Regions from separate parts of the Sus scrofa genome. Here region 1 is linked to region 2. The links are chromatin contacts, called in public HiChIP or PLAC-seq maps. All regions are on one chromosome and are shown on one strand. The core of a region is the stretch at or near the end of the contact, and the rest is flanking DNA. Distances in the headings are between cores, read along the strand shown. Region 1 holds the start of YWHAH (14-3-3 protein eta). Region 2 overlaps DEPDC5 (DEP domain-containing protein 5).

Region 1 (2,960 bases), core at 287-2,786, 40 kb before region 2:
AAAAAGGGCAAATGAGCTGTAGAATCCAGGGCAGTCTAAAAAAAAAAAAAAAAAAAAAGAATCCAGGGCAGTAATTGCTGAACTTAAACCTACTAACACTTGCCACTTGAGGGCTGGTTCAAGTGCAGCTGAGCTCCACCCCCAGGGTTTCTGAGTCTTTAGGTCTAGGGTGGGGCCCCAGGAGATCCTTTCAGGTCTCAGGAGGTGGAACACTGGGTGAACATGGCAGGTTGGTGGCCGCAGCTGTGGCTATACCCGTGTGACCTTGACGCAGAGGGAAGTAATGTTCATTTGGAGAAAACGTGAAATAATGCGCGGAGACGAGGTTAGCGAGGAGTTCGCCACAACCCTAAGTCTCAGGCACGCAGGTGGTATCTAATCCAGGGCATTTGCCAGGGTGTGGTCGGCAAAGGCTCCTTCCCCGGAAATCGAGCTGCAGACAGGTCTCTGAGGGTCTCGGCAAGGCAAAGGTACACGGGCTCGGCCCGCCCAGGAGTCACGACCCGTTTTAGTCTCCAAGCAGATGGGTGCCGCATCCAACCTGGAAGGAGCCACACGCCCGCCACCCTCCCGCCGGCTTGCGGGGGGGAGGGGGGGGGTCTCCGCACACAATGCGGACCCCGGGCGTGGGAGGATGGAACCAGAACGATTCCAGCGAGCGGAGCAAAAACGGATCGGAATTACACCGACTGCAGGTAGTGGCAGCGGAAACCATGAGAGACAGGGCGCCACTCACTAGGTGATTCTTTATTACAAGTTGGGGTGTGGAGAAAAGAGGGGGTGCCCCAGCCCGACAGAAATATCCAGAAGGAGAAATGTGACTCCCTCACCTTCCCACGGGCACCCTCCCTCACCTGTGGTCCGAGCTGGGATATGGCGACCCCCGACCACCAGATGGCCCGCCCGCGGGGTCACCGCCGCACCCCCTCCCTAGAAACCCCACCAGGGCCCGGCCGCAGGAAATGGCGGGGCGCGCGGCGGGCGCGGGAAGCGCGGTGTGCGGGCGGGTGGCCGCGCCCAGCGGGGCGGCGGGGTCGCCCCAGGCCTGGAGGGAGCAGCCGCCTGGTTGCCCACCCTTCCCCTGCGTCGGGCCCCCGGCCGGCCGCCCGGGCGTCCGGCGCGCTCACCGCCTTCATGGCGGAGGCCATGTCGTCGTAGCGCTCCGCCTGCTCGGCCAGCCGCGCCCGCTGCAGCAGCTGTTCGCGGTCCCCCATGTCGCTATGGCTCGGCCTCGCCTCGCGCCCAGCTCCACTCGCTTGCTAGCCCGCGCGTCCGCTCCCGGTCGCCGCGGAGGCCGCCGCCGCGCACGCGCACTGGCTCGCCGGCCCGCCTAGGCTACAAGCAGCAGGCAGCACCGATCGACCTCTCGCTGGCTCGCCTCGCGCGCTGTGGCTCGCACCGCGGACGCCGCCGAGAGAGGACAGGCGGTCACGCGGGGGGATGGGCGGATGGGAGGACGCCTGCGCAGTGGGAGGGGCAGGGCCGGGCGGCGCGGAGCGGCGCAAGTGGGAGGGGGGAAGGGCGGGCCGGCCCTAACGGTCTATTTCAAGGTGACGTCAGCTACTATAAATAGCTGCGACCACCGCCCCGCCCCAAAGCCGCGCAGGCGCCGTGCGAGTGCTGCATTTTACCACCGCAGAGGTGGAGGTGAAGAGGGGACCGCTGGGGTGGGGACTGCAGAGATCGGGGAAGGGGCCGGGAGATGGCTGCTCCGCTGGCAGCGCACTGTCACGGCCCCACCCGGAAAGGTGCTTCTGAACCCATGTTAGAGCACTAGATTGAGAAGGGACTCCAAAGCAAATAAAACTAGCGCTTGGGGAAGCCAGGAGGCCGCATGCCCGACGGGCGGTCTGGACCCGCCCCCGCCCAGTCTAACCGTTCGGCTTCGCAGGGCCACACCCAGCACTTGGGTCTGCGCTGGCAGATTAGAGTCGGTCCCGCCTAACGTCCCCCCCACCCCCACCCCACAACACATTCATTCACTGCGCCTCCACCCTAGGGAGTGGCCTTGTGCAGACTGTGCCTTTACGCGGGAGGAGGGACTGACCGGCCCGGCTGAGGCGGATAACCTTCGTGACACACCTGCTAGGAGCTGGCCCAGTGCTAGGCCTTTCCAGGCACGATCGTATCTGATGCTCACAACTCAGGCCAGTGGGTACAGCTGGCCTCTTTTTTCAAAGCCAGACCAGTGTGAGTTGCTCAAGGTTACTGTTGGCCTGTAAAGTGGCAAAGAGGAGAGTGGACCCGCTGGTCACTGAGCCAGTCCTGGCGTTCCACGCTGAGGAACCCTGGTGCCAGGCCCAGGGCTGGGCCTCGGACAAGAGAGGAAAATCCCAATAACTAAAGCATGACCAGACCTAGTATACCATGCGAAGGGCAGTGCAGGAGAAGGGGCCTGAGGTTCTCTGAGAATTTTATTGAGCACCTACTGCATGCTCAACACTGGGGGAAAGAGTAGGTGCAGAATGAGTAGGACACTCAGTTCTCTCTGTGGCTCAATGAGGTCATCTTGGGAGGGCTGGAATGCAGGTTTAATCCCCAGCCTGGTACAGTGGCTTAAGGATCTAGCACTGGATCCCTGGCCCAGGAATTCCGTATGCCCAGGGGAGGACAAAAAAGAAAAAAAAGAAAAAAAAAAAAAAGAGTTAAGACGCAGCCCCTGTCTCGGAGAAGCAGATGTCTGAATACCCCAAAGGAGGTAAGCTGGTCCAGATAATGTCAGGGAAAAGGTGGGAGAGAGTGGGGTCTGCAAAGACAAAGCCTTGGCAGTGAAGATAAAAACAAAATGGTGAGAAAGGTCGGGCAGTGGGACATGAGGTGAGGTAAAAAACAAGACTGTGGAGTGTTTTCAATGCCAGGCTGAAGATCTGAAGCATCCCTAGGTAGTTGGGAACCACCAGAGGCATGGAAGCCACATTTCAGGCCAGGAGTCTTACTTTGGAGAGTCAGATGCATTAGAA
Region 2 (3,046 bases), core at 455-2,954:
CTTTATGAGACCTCATATGATGTTCTCTCTTTTCTTTTCCTGAATTTCCCCATCTAGTCAGGGACCTGGAAACAGGGGCTGTCTAGTCATTCATGTCTCTGAAGAGAGAAAACAGAACAAAGTGCAGAAAATCCACTCTTGGTCACATCGCCTCTGACTCCTGAGAAGACTCTCCGTGATCCCTAAACATGCTGAAAACTGCTGCCTCAAGTAACTGGGACAGAGTAAAACAACTGTCATAGATACCACTTACATGTGGAATCGAAAAAAATGATACAGGAGTTCCCATTGTGGCTCAGCAGTAACAAACTCGACTAGTATCCATGAAGATGCGGATTCAATCCCTGGGTTAAGGATCCCACGTTGCTGTGGCTGTAGCTGTGGCTGTGGCATAGGCCAGCAACTGTCGCTCCAATGTGACCCCCAGACTGGGAACTTCCATGTGCCTCCCATGCAGCCCTAAAAGGAAAAAATAAAAAATAAAATTAAATTTAAAAATGACACCAAGGAGGGAGGTGGTGGAGGGACGAAAGGATTGGGAGTTTGGGATGGCTTATGCCCACTATGGTGTATGGAATTGATGGCCAACAGGGACCTGCTGTATAGCACAGGGAAATTTACTCAATATTCTGTGATAACCTAGTTGCGAACGGATGTGTATATATGTATAACTGAATCACTTCACTGGACAACAGAAATTAACACTGTAAATCAACTATACTTCAATAAAATTAAAACGCACACAAAGAAAGAAACCTGCAGCTCTAACAGCTACGGCCTGTAAGCATATCCTGCAGAACCTGGGGTCTTTGGGAGTGTGTCTGGGGACACCAGGGGTGCAGGTGCCTGGGGCTGTGAGCCTCCTTTGGCCCCACACTTTGGCCTGAAAGATTCAAAGTTGACTGGATTATAGGTTAGGGTTAGGTATAAATTAGCAATGGGGAAAAAAGGGTTCCACTGTGTAAACAGGTTTTTTACAACTGTTTCCCTTATGGCCTCTCTGAGGCCGCATTTGCTGTGCACATCCTGGGTGCCAGGCTGGGTGCTGAGAACTGATGGCTGCAGCCCTCTCAGAGCCCAGTCTCATGAGGAAGACAGGCATTCATTCGTCCCAGTCACACGGACCCCAAAGAGGGCCGTAGAGATGCTGGCTGGGGGCACTGGTGCTGAAAAAGTCCACAGTGGCAGTGGCGGGTGGGGGGGTAGCTAGATGAGTCTATGCTAAGCATGTGACAGGAAGCCTGAGGCCTACAGTCTGGAGAAAGCCCTGTCCCCGGAGAGCAAGAGTGAGGAGGAGGGCCCAGGGCTACAGTCACAATGGACCTTTCCATCATGAGGACTTTGGCCTTTATTCTAAAGGAAAGAAAACCATGTGTTGCGACCCCAATAAAGGGCAGGAGCCCAGGTTCTCTTCACAGAGATCTGTCAGAACAGCAATGACCAATGCTAATTATGGGGGAGGGGGCAGGGGGCAGGAATCAAGCCCAATGGTCCTAATTTAAATCCCAGCTCAACCTCACACTGTGTGAAGCAGAACTTCTCCATCCCTTGGTTTTTCCATCTGTGGAACTTCAGTAAAACCTCTGCTTAACTCATAGGCTATGCTGTGATGAAGTGAAATAAAACTGTGGGTGTGATGTGTATGTAGTAACTGAAAAGTTTTAAGGCTTGGAAGGCCCTTGAGATCCGGTCCAAACCCTTTATGCAACACAGGAGTTAAGGGCAGCCCAGAGGTGCCGTGGGTGGCACACACTCAGCCTGTGACAAAGCACACGCCTGTTAATAAATGTTTGCTCTGTTTCTTACCACTTCCTGCCGCACTGTTATAAATTTATCTGGGAGGAATTTATATGGGAGGAAATAAAATAAGAGTTCAGCCCTTAAGCTAGCATATGCCATGCTGCTCATGTCACGTGAACAAAAACACCTAAGAGGGAAGGTGCTTCCATGTGGCCGAGAGTCAGTGGCAACCCTGTGTAAGAGACAGATGGGAACACGTCGGCCACATGTGCCATAGTTGGTTCTCTCACATTAACCTCTTCAATCCCCTTTGTCACCACAAACTCTGAGGAAAGAAATGCACCTCTGAGACCAAATTCGATTTCAACTGCCCCTCAAACTTGACTTCAGCCCAAGGCCCCATGTTCAGAGCTGAACTGAAGGCTGGATGGCAACTTCTGCTGACAGGCAGGCATGCGTGGGGGTTGGACTGACCTGTGGGTAGAAGGCAGATGACGCTGTGCGAGGGCTGCGGACAAACTCCATAAAGAAGGCCCCGTCCTGGATCAGAGCGGCAGGAAGCGACGAGGCGGCAAGTGCGAGGCGGCGGAGGGACGGGATGCGGCCCAGAGCAAACAGGGGAAGGAGCGGGTGAGAGGCAAAAACAAAAACAAGGCAGGAAGGAGAGAAACAAGGGCACATGAGGGGAATGGGAAAAAAAAGAAAGAGAGAGAAAGATCCACCCAGGAAGAAAATACCCAAATGCAAAGCATTAGCAGAAACCCACACCTTCCTGGGCAGAAAATCCCATCCTTGTGGGAGTCAGCACCTGGGTAAGAAGTTGTGTCCAAGCCCCTCAGGTCTCATCAGAGCCTGGCTGGGATGCCTGTGCACCCCTACCCCCCATAGCTCCGAACATCCTTCAGACCTATGCCAAGGGGAGAAGGCTGCAGGGCAGCTTGGTTGGGGGAGGGGTTGCACCAGGAAGGGTTCAATGGCAGCTTCCTGGCCTCCCGCCCAGCTGGGTGACCAGCAGGCCTCCTGGAGAGACGCACAGGGGCCTGTTACTAAACATGGCAGCCAGAAGGGAGAAGAGGATTCAAGGCAGGAAAAGTGCTTGCTTAATTTTCTGAGGACACCAGAAGCAGCAATACCTCCTCCGCCGGTTGTGTAACAAAATCACCAAGACTCTGAGACATACATAGTGTCAGACATGCATGCACTCACCAGGAGGGGTTCCTGAAGCTGCCTTGCCTTCCCCACTCTATTCTTGGGCAGTCCAAGTTTACTTGAAGTATAAATGACAGAGAGAACTTTCCCAAAGACC

Evidence for each region. HiChIP or PLAC-seq counts read pairs in DNA pulled down with a chosen protein or histone mark.
Region 1: an H3K27ac HiChIP or PLAC-seq map of alveolar macrophages shows a contact between it and region 2. The contact joins the promoter of YWHAH here to the enhancer-like site in region 2. A contact is called at or near these places in 4 of 47 Hi-C or Micro-C datasets (adipocytes, brain, embryonic fibroblasts and 1 more) and 2 of 2 datasets of contacts at active chromatin or transcription factors (alveolar macrophages and skeletal muscle).

The regions. Positions count from the first base shown.
Region 1 is chr14:48,542,607-48,545,566 of Sscrofa11.1, reverse strand. It overlaps YWHAH (14-3-3 protein eta), which reads right to left and starts at 1,536. Exons shown (of 2, transcript XM_001928076.4): 1 at 1,128-1,536. The coding sequence starts at 1,214.
Region 2 is chr14:48,502,574-48,505,619 of Sscrofa11.1, reverse strand. All of the region lies in intron 32 of DEPDC5 (DEP domain-containing protein 5), which reads right to left. Among named protein-coding and RNA genes, the nearest start is that of YWHAH, 40 kb to the left of the region's middle. Within about 2 kb of position 1,704, at least 4 of the 83 cell types and tissues checked have an H3K27ac peak or open chromatin away from gene starts, as enhancers often do. A contact at or near this core is called in alveolar macrophages, where this site is marked.